Regions from separate parts of the Rattus norvegicus genome. Here all the other regions are linked to region 1. A link is a contact called in public Hi-C data. All regions are on one chromosome and are shown on one strand. Each heading gives the region's core, a stretch centred on a gene start, on an enhancer-like site or on the middle of the called end of the contact. The rest is flanking DNA. Distances are from core to core; before and after follow the strand shown. Region 1 holds the start of Ier2 (immediate early response 2). Region 2 has its middle 4.8 kb from the start of Mir23a. Region 3 holds the start of Junb (JunB proto-oncogene, AP-1 transcription factor subunit).

Evidence for each region. Hi-C and Micro-C count contacts between places; a contact is called where the count stands out from the background.
Region 2: a contact with region 1 is called in a Hi-C map of psoas muscle, with 4 times the contacts expected there. The contact joins the enhancer-like site here to the promoter of Ier2 in region 1. A contact is called at or near these places in 2 of 12 Hi-C or Micro-C datasets (mammary epithelial cells and psoas muscle).
Region 3: a contact with region 1 is called in a Hi-C map of liver, with 5 times the contacts expected there. The contact joins the promoter of Junb here to the promoter of Ier2 in region 1. A contact is called at or near these places in 2 of 12 Hi-C or Micro-C datasets (liver and mammary epithelial cells).

Annotation. Positions count from the first base shown.
Region 1 is chr19:40,397,795-40,401,012 of GRCr8, forward strand. Ier2 (immediate early response 2) reads left to right here and starts at 1,579. Exons shown (of 1, transcript NM_001009541.1): 1 at 1,579-3,103. The coding sequence starts at 1,667. The coding sequence ends at 2,332.
Region 2 is chr19:40,863,003-40,866,220 of GRCr8, forward strand. No RefSeq gene overlaps it. Among named protein-coding and RNA genes, the nearest start is that of Mir23a, 4.8 kb to the left of the region's middle. Within about 2 kb of position 1,544, at least 65 of the 93 cell types and tissues checked have an H3K27ac peak or open chromatin away from gene starts, as enhancers often do.
Region 3 is chr19:40,079,483-40,082,700 of GRCr8, forward strand. It overlaps Junb (JunB proto-oncogene, AP-1 transcription factor subunit), which reads left to right and starts at 1,644. Exons shown (of 1, transcript NM_021836.2): 1 at 1,644-3,218. The coding sequence starts at 1,914. The coding sequence ends at 2,948.

The sequences.
Region 1 (3,218 bases), core at 329-2,828:
ACCTGCGAGCGCAGGTTACGAAGATGTTTTTCCGTAACTCCTCAGGATGCGAATCTCACCCCACCCGGACTCATCCCAAAGGACGGTGCCCCAGCGTGAGAGAGCATGAGAGAAGAAAACCACTCAGCTCTGTCAAGCACGTCGTGCACTCTGCCCAAATAACAGACGCGAACTACCGGAGACGGCATTTCGGCTCCAGATGGAGGGAAGCACCAGAAATTGGAGAGGTGTGGTCCACGATGGGAGGGGCCCCGCCCCGGAAGCCCGCTCCTCGGGCTAAGAAAGTCAGCCCTTGTTCTTATATGGGCATCCGGAAGTGGGTTCGCGCCGCCGCCAGACGTCATTACAACCAAATTTAGCCAGGGAAGTCGGTCGGCGGCAGTGGCGGGAAGCCTGCCCGCTGGCGTGGGGGGGGGGGTCTTAAAGGGCCTGCACAGAAAATGAAAGAGGTTATTAGAATTTTTTTGCCCTTCTGCAACTAGAATCAATTTTTTCTTAGGAAGCGGTGCAGAGCGGAATCGACGTCTTATTTTCTTTTCTTTATGTATCCCTGTATGTTTGTGCTTGCGTGTGTGTGTGCTTCCGTGTGTGTGTGTGTGTGTGTGTGTGTGTGTGTAGACACCTTACAGAGGTCTGTTCTCTTGTACCGTCGTGTGGGACAGGGAATCGAACTGAGGTTGTTAGGGTTGGCAGCAAGTGACTCTAGCCACTCAGCCATCTCGACCCAGATATCAGTCTCTCTTGGAGTAATTCTGTTTCCGAGGGCGTGAAGGCAGAAAAGTGCTCCATTGACGGGGGAAGATCACAGGCCCTATGTTCATTGGAACTTCCATACCACTGGGTTGTGGAAAATTGGGAGATGTTTAACGCGGAAAGTGAAGACAGCAGTCGCGAGGTGGTGGATATCGGTGGCTACCGGGTAGCTCTCTCCAGAGCCAGTCAGTGTCGTCCGCGCCCACTTTCCACCCATGTCCAGAAAGGTGGAGATAGAAGGGCTGCAGGCTTCTTCCGTTTACCCTTTTATCGTGTTATAATCATATAATAATTCGTTTAGTAAATATTGGTCGGGTGACTGCCTATTTCTCACCTGGAGAACACTTCTTTGGAGTGGAGGTGAGGGATCAGAGACATTGAATAAAAAGAGAAAGTTCAACAGTGTAGTAACCGGCGTGTAGTAACTGCTTAACAAGAAGCAGCATTTTTACTGTTCGGAAAATATTAATTAGCAGGCTGGTAGGCAAGATGAACTGTGTCCTCGGGTAATGTATCCCAGTCCTGGGTCTTCCCCACTGCCATGAGATTACCTCCCACTATCCGTCTCGTGGGTGGGCCTCATCGTCTGGACTGCTAGTGATTCTGAGAATCTAGTGTCTCAAGGCGCAGCGGGGAAGTTCTTCCTTGCCGCTGTTTAAGTCCTTTTCCCTTGGAGGCGTAAATTTGTCCCTATTGCTTTAAGGAGTCTCTAGCCACGGTGGAAAGCCCGGATGAGGCCCTCTGGGCGTGGCGTTTCAGTGACGTCACTCTTACTCTATTTAAAGGACTCCAGCTTGCTTTCCCCCCCGCCGGAACGTCTAACAGAGTACCTGCAACTGTAAGTGAGTCGTCTAGGCAGCAACGCCGGTCTTAATCCATTGTCGGCTTAACTCTACACAGTCGTCGAACAAGCATGGAAGTACAGAAAGAAGCGCAGCGCATCATGACACTGTCCGTGTGGAAGATGTACCACTCTCGCATGCAGCGCGGTGGCTTGCGCCTCCACCGGAGTCTGCAGCTGTCCCTCGTTATGCGCAGCGCTCGGGAGCTCTACCTCTCAGCCAAGGTAGAAACCCACCAGCCCGAGTTCCCGCCATCCCGCAGGGCCCTTGACCCTCGCCTGCACCCGCCGCGAGAACCCGAAGCTGCAATGGAAGCAGCGACCCCTGACGTCGAGCAGCCTCCGGAGCCCATGGACACGCAAGAGGAAGTGCTGCGAGTCCAGGAGACCCCCGCGCTCTGTGACCCGCCCCCCGCTAGAGTCAGCCGCAAGCGCCGGAGTAGCAGCGACTTGAGCGACGGTAGTGATGCCGGACTGGTACCAAGCAAGAAGGCCCGTCTGGAAGAGGTGGAGGGGGAGGCGACGTCGGAGGTCTCCAATCGCCTGCAGCTTCCTCCCGCACAAACCGAAGGTGCCTTCCCTAACCTCGCCCGCGTCCTCCAAAGGCGCTTCTCCAGTCTCTTGAACTGTGGGCCCGCCGTGCCCCCGCCGACGCCCCCCACGTGCGAGGCCAAGCCAGCCTGCCGCCCGGCCGACAATATGCTCAACGTGCTGGTGCGAACCGTGGTGGCCTTCTGAGGATTACGAGCGGCGCCACCGGAGCGGAGAACGCACACCCGAGGCGAAGGCCGGCGGGGGGCCGTAAAGAAGAGCCGCGGCCCGAGCTGCCGAGAGGCCAGGGGAAGGACTGAGGAGCTAGGAGCTAGGGGCGCGGGCGCCTTCTCCCAGACGTACGTCCACAGGTGCTATTAAAGGACTGTCCCTTCCTTGGTTTGGAGAAGGGACACCTGGATCTTGAATCTCAGGGTCGGACTCTCTAGGGCCCAGGCTGCCCTTTCAAGGCCGTTTCACTAGCATTCGCGTTTCGGCCCCTACAAGTGGGCACGCTTGTGCAAGCGGTCAGAGTTGCGTCATGGGACAGACGCGGGTGCTTCCTGTTGCCTTGCGTGGGTGTGGGGCCTGGGAGGAGGCCAGGGTGTGGACCCGCCCTAGGGACTGGGAAGTGACTTGAGTCACCTCGCCCCCACAGGCTGCTGTGGGCGAGCCGGCCTTCGGCTGAGATCCAGAACTGAACAAATCAAATCTTGCTGCGATCAGAGTTGATTGAAGTGGCTGGAGACCCCGGGACTGGTCAGCCTAGACTGATCGCCTGGCGTGGACTACCGCGGAAAGGGTGGGTGGGTGGTCTCATTTGCTGTCTTAGACACGACCTCTTCGGGCAAGATAGAATTTTTTACCAGCGAATTTAAGAAAGTCTGTTTACTTTTCCCACGGTGGGTTGTGTTTAACTCCCAACTACCTGGAGTTTTACAATGTCAGCTAGGAAAATAAAAGTCCATCGGTGTAAAACGCGCTGCTTGTCTGGCTTGCTTCCCTGGTGGGGGAGGGGTGAGGTTAAGGGGTCAGGGCTGGCAGCCGCTCCCTAAGCCTCGGGAACTGGTTTGACTGGGTGTGGAGCCAGAGG
Region 2 (3,218 bases), core at 294-2,793, 470 kb after region 1:
ACACTAAACATACATGCAAACAAAACACCTATGCACTTAAATAACTTTTAATTTAAAAAAGGCAACAAGGGGCAAGGCTCAGTGGCAGCTGCTGGCCTAGCACACTGACTAGGCTCTGTTTCCCCCTCAGTACCATATGAAGGAAATATGATGGTTTATACACATTACCTCAGCATTTAGGATGTGGAAAGGGGGGCTAAGAGAGTCAAGGTGGCAGAGCAGGTCTTTAATCCCAGCCGCCGCAGGCAGAGGTAGGTGAGTCTCAGTGAGTTCAAGGCCAGCCTGGTCTACAGAGAGACTTCCAGGACAGCCAGGACTACACAGAGAAACAAAATGAAAATAAAACGAAACAAGAAATTTGTCAACAGAGCAAGCTGGAGGGCAACCCTGGACACATGAAACTCTAGAAAGACAAGTTCAGGGCTGGAACGATGGCTCGACAGTCTGCACTGCGCGTTGCTCTTTCAGAGAACCTGAATTTGGTTTCCTGGCTCACAAAAGCCTGTGGCCCCAGCTCCTTCAGATGTGGCACCCTCTTCTGGACTCTGAAGGCACCTACACACACATGCACATACCCAACACATACACAAAAATAAAAATAAATCTTCAAAAGGAAGAGGGTCTCTACTTCCTAAGTCCCTGGGTGACATCAAGGACAGAAGTATTCCCTCATGTCAGGCAGTGACAGGCAGGACAGTGGATCCTAATGTCTAGATCTGGTATTACGGATGTCTGAGGAATAAGGATTGAGACACGCTGCTGTGTCTTCCCAAATACACGAATGTATACACACACACACACACACACACACACACACACACACACACACACACACGCTATCCCTTCTTCTCAACAAGCCCCAGCCCTAGTCCCCTCCGTCTCTTTGGGGTCTGGGGCAGCCCAGGGCCGCAGGCTGACCAGCCTCCCCGTCACCTCCGGAAGTGAGACAGCATATTCGTCCCAGAGACCAGAACGGGAAGGGCGGCCATTTGGCCAGGCTAGTTTCCTGTGGGGTTTCCCCTACAAAGAGCCTAATGCTGCGGCCAAGGCCACTCCCATCCTCACACACACCAGAGGTCTCTTGTCTGGCGCGGTGGGGCATTACCACGCAGGTGTCCAGGAGCTGGGATACCCTGTACCAAGGACTGTGACTCTCAGTCTCACAGGGGAATCCAAAGGGACAGAAGTCCTAGAACTGGAGGGTTTGGGCAACAGAGGGGGTTGGGGGGCTTGGGCTGTGGCATCCTGGTCGGTGTTAGCACACACAGTCTACAAGCCTTTGGCATCCCTGGAGGACCCACAATTGAACCCCAAGAAGGAACCAGGGCAGAAGCCCTCCGGCCGTCCCCAAGCCTGATCCCCAAATACTTTCCACTCTCGCGAAGCAGCGAGGATCGGAAAATACCAAGGGCTGCAGGCTCCGCCCAGCCCCGCCCCCGCCCCCGCCCCAGTCACCAGCGCTCACTAATGGCCCAGACTCTTCCCAGGAGCTGGGCGGCTGGGCTGGAGCCAACCCGACCTGCGGCGCAGATGCCTGCCCTCCACGCCCGTCCCCACGCAGGGACCAGACAACCCGCCCGGGTTGGGAGGCAGGGCATAGGCAAGTGGGTGGGCCTAGTGCCTAGCCGCGAGTGGAGGGGGCGCAGGAAGGGGTGAGGGAGGGCTGAATCACTTGGTATAAATAGGGAAAGACGACAGCCACGTCCCACCCTCGCTGCCCGCCTGCCACACAGTCCAACCACCAAATCCCCCACTCCATTTCTTAACATTCTTTTTGCGGTGCTGGGTTCCCCTCAAGCCAATCAGTGTCCCCAGAGTGAAGTTCATCCCGGGTCCTGACCTGGGACAGGAGGTAGGAGGGCTGACCCCCATCACCCACTGTCTTCTGGAAGGCTTTGGCTCACCCCCCCTAACTCTGCAAAACTTCCAGGAACCAGCCAGGCATTGGGAGGCCTGTCTGTTAGTCTACCATTCAGGAGGCTGAGCCAGAGGACTGCTATGGGTTCAAGGCCACGGTAGGCTATGAAATAGGACTGTCTCAACCCCCAAAACTGACTGTGGGGAGAGAGTGCTTGACTGTTCTGAGGAAGCATAGAGTCAGTGGGTCCCATCTTAAAGCACAAACCCTTCATCATGGTGCACACAAGTAATCCTAGCGCTCAGAAGGTGGAGGCTTAAGGATCAGGAGTTAGTTCAAGGACATCCCGGACTACTTAGCGAGTTCCGGGCCAGCATAGACTACATTACATTAGACCATGCCTCAAAAAAGTTTTTTATTAATAGCTGATAATTATTATTATTATTATTTCCAGACCCAAGACTTAGGGGTTCCAGAGCACCAAATGCATACTTGTGGTTGAATGAACCCAGTCCTGGAAGGGCGCACAGGAGACAAAAGGGAGGTACCAGCGGGCATCCCCAGTTTTGCTCCCCTCAGCCCCTCAAGGCCCATGTGCCCATCCTGCCACCCAGCCCTGCTCTGCCTAGGGCCACAGCTCAGTAGCCACACCCAGGGTGGCGCCAGCTCAAGCCCCAGCAGCCTGAGGCAAGGCGCCGCTTGAGTGTGACTCAGCCATGCCCGGCATGGTGCTGTCCTTCCCTACCCAAGAATTCTCACGCCTACGCCACCACCCTCAATCCTTCCCCATGACCAGCTAGGAAGACACACCTCCATGTCCACCGAGGACATTCAACAGCAGGATATGAGGAGACCTGAGCACCCTACAGGGGACTATAGAAGGGACAGGGTGTGCTCTGTTCCACCACATCTCCAGATGTCCCCATTTACAGATGGAAAAACTGAGGCAGCGGAGAAGTTTCCCAGTAATGTCTACACTCTCTCCATAAAGAAAAGGCCATCTGAGCTGGAGTTGGCGGCTCAGGTCCATAACCCTAGCACTTGAGATTTGCAGGAAAGAGAATGAGGAGCTCAAGACCTCTATTGGTTTCATGGCAAATTTGAGGCTAGCCCAAGCTACAAGAAACCCTGTCTCTGCCAACTAAAAAGGGGATGAAGATGTAGCTCAAATAGCGGGGTGCTCGCCTGGCATGCACAGGTCCAGAGTTCAATTACCAGGACTGTGGAAGCCAGGGATGGTGCAGGCCTGTAACCCCAGCACTCAGGTGTGGAGACGGGAGGATCAGAAGTTTGAGGCTAACCTGGGTTACATCAGACTCTGACTCAGAAAACAAAAGTAACTAGCCAGATGCTGCTATGG
Region 3 (3,218 bases), core at 394-2,893, 320 kb before region 1:
GTTCCGAGGGGCTGGGCCAGGCCGCCGGGAGGCGGGGGAGCCCGGGGGTGGCGGTGGAGGCTGGTCTGGACTAGCCGTCCCGGGGCCCTGGCGCGCCCTGGGACCTGGCAAATACCTCGGGTTCCTGGCTCCTAGTTTGCCGCCCCAAGACTGCACTGGTACCACCTCTTCCTGTGCCCTAATATGGATGCTGGGGAGAGAAATTCGGGGGGTTTGCCCCGCCCCCAATCCAATTCACGGACTCCAGCCTGTTGCCTTGGTGACGAGGCCCCGCTCCCAGGCTTCATCCCCCTCCAGCGGGCCAATGGAACAGTCCTCGGCTGCCAGGCCTAGTAATCGCCCAAGGTTGCAAGCTGAACCATTTCTAGATGGGGGGAGAGTAGACTATGACTAGAGGCGTACTCAGCTGGATTGTGACTTCCCCAGGGGTCGCTCGCTGGGGTTCCTCTTCCCAGGCGCAGAATTTGGCAGGCCCAGGCTAGGGTGCACCAACCCTTAGGCTCAGAATGACGAGACAGGGCCGGGCTCTTTCCCCCTCCGGGCTATTGCCACACTTCCTGCCTCGGCTCTTTTTCCCTAGCCTGTTTCTAAGGAAGGGAGTGGGGTTGGGCGACCGCACCCCAGCTATCCCGCCTCTTCGGCCCTCCAAAAGCTGACAGGATATCGGGCGAGCCCAGAGTGACTAAGGGGAGGCTTTGGACTCAGGTACAGGGTATGTCAGTGCCTAGAGACCACTTACGAGGTACAGTCTCATTCTTACAAGCCCCTTGTCTCTGGGATCCTCCAAGTCGTCCTCTCGGGTAGATCTCAGATACCCTCCTGGCATCGCCTTTACAGCTCAGAAGGAAGCCATGTCCTGACCATTTTAACTTTCCATCAGAGTTCTGCAAATAATCACAGTGACCCCAATCTTTGCTAGATATGTTCCCATCTTCTACTCCTATTGCCTCAGCGTTTCCAGGACCCTTGTTCACTTTCTGCATATCTAAATTGACCTCCCCAAAATTACTCCCCTTTTCCACTTATGGGAGAACCCTCAGACTCATCTGTGGGCTTTAGAGCCCCTACTCATTTCTTATACAATAGGTACCTGACCCTGCTTCCTGAACCTTCTCTCCCACCTGTTCTTTAAGCACTTTGCACTCGGGGCCTCTAGTTAATTCCTAGGTCAAATGTTAACAATTGCTCCCGTTTTGTACCTTCCCTGTTTTCTGGGGTCTTCTAGTATATTGTCAGTTCACAAGTCACAGCTATTGTGGGTCCCGCGAGACTATTCCGGGTATATCCTGAGGCACCCCATCTCCACTTGCAGTGTACAGAGATCTCATAGCCACCGGGTTGTACTCCCGCAGTCCTAACTCCTATGTGCCTCGGTCCCTCAACATCCCTTTGCTTGAGTGTCTCTGTCTCTACAGCCCCTCCCCCTGCAGCCGCGCAGAGCCACCGGGCTCGTGGCCGCTGTTTACAAGGACACGCGCTTCCTGACAGTGACGCGAGCCGCCTCCTCCCCTTCCCCACGCTCTAGGAGGGGGCCGCGGGGGCCTGGCTCCCGCGTCGGCCAATCGGAGTGCACTTCCGCAGCTGACAAATTCAGTATAAAAGCTTGGGGCTGGGGCCGAACACTGGGGACCTTGAGGGTGGCCAGGCCAGCTTTGGATCCTGCAGGGAGCGGGGAGCTGAGAGAAGAGACGCTGAGAAAGCGGGCGCACCACGGAGGGAGAGAAAAGCTCCAGAAGCCGGGCAGCGCTTTTACGCACAGCTACCAACTGGCCGCTGCCGACCGTCTCCAGCTCCCGAGGACGCGCGACCGGACGCCGGGTCCCGCCACAGCCGAGGACAGCTCGCCGGTCGCCGCAGCGAGGCCCGGAGCGGCCCTTCAGGGGGACCTTTCCCAGATCGCCCAGGCCGCCCGGATGTGCACGAAAATGGAACAGCCTTTCTATCACGACGACTCATACGCAGCGGCAGGATACGGTCGGAGCCCTGGCAGTCTTTCTCTTCACGACTACAAACTCCTGAAACCCACCTTAGCGCTCAACCTGGCAGATCCTTATCGGGGTCTCAAGGGTCCTGGGGCGCGGGGTCCAGGCCCAGAGGGCAGTGGGGCAGGCAGCTACTTTTCGGGTCAGGGATCAGACACAGGCGCATCTCTGAAGCTAGCCTCCACGGAACTGGAGCGCTTGATCGTCCCCAACAGCAACGGCGTGATCACGACGACGCCCACGCCTCCGGGACAGTACTTTTACCCCCGTGGGGGCGGCAGCGGCGGAGGTACAGGGGGCGGCGTCACCGAGGAGCAGGAGGGCTTTGCGGACGGTTTTGTCAAAGCCCTGGACGACCTGCACAAGATGAACCACGTGACGCCCCCCAACGTGTCTCTGGGCGCCAGCGGGGGTCCCCAGGCCGGGCCTGGGGGCGTCTATGCTGGTCCGGAGCCGCCTCCGGTCTACACCAACCTCAGCAGTTACTCCCCAGCCTCTGCACCCTCTGGAGGTTCCGGGACCGCCGTCGGGACTGGGAGCTCATACCCGACGGCCACCATCAGCTACCTCCCACATGCACCACCCTTTGCGGGCGGCCACCCGGCGCAGCTGGGCTTGAGTCGCGGCGCTTCCGCCTTTAAAGAGGAACCGCAGACCGTACCGGAGGCACGCAGCCGCGACGCCACGCCGCCTGTGTCCCCCATCAACATGGAAGACCAGGAGCGCATCAAAGTGGAGCGAAAGCGGCTGCGGAACAGGCTGGCGGCCACCAAATGCCGGAAGCGGAAGCTGGAGCGCATCGCGCGCCTGGAGGACAAGGTGAAGACACTCAAGGCTGAGAACGCGGGGCTGTCAAGTACTGCCGGCCTCCTACGGGAGCAAGTGGCGCAGCTCAAGCAGAAGGTCATGACCCACGTCAGCAACGGCTGCCAGTTGCTGCTAGGGGTCAAGGGACACGCCTTCTGAGAGCCTCCCTTGCTCCATACGGACACCCCCAGCCTTGAAGGCTGGGCGCCCGCCCCCCACTGGGGTGAGGGGGGCAGGCGATGGGCACTCGCCCAGAGGTCTGGGGCGCAGCTCACACACTGGACTCTGGCCTGCCCGCCTGCGCCCAGTCCTTCCACCTCGAGGTTTACATGGCCCCCTTCCAGCGTATTTTGTATGTTTTTTTTTTCTGGAAAGAGACTGAATTCATATTGAATATAATATATTTGTGTATTTAACAGGGAGGGGAGA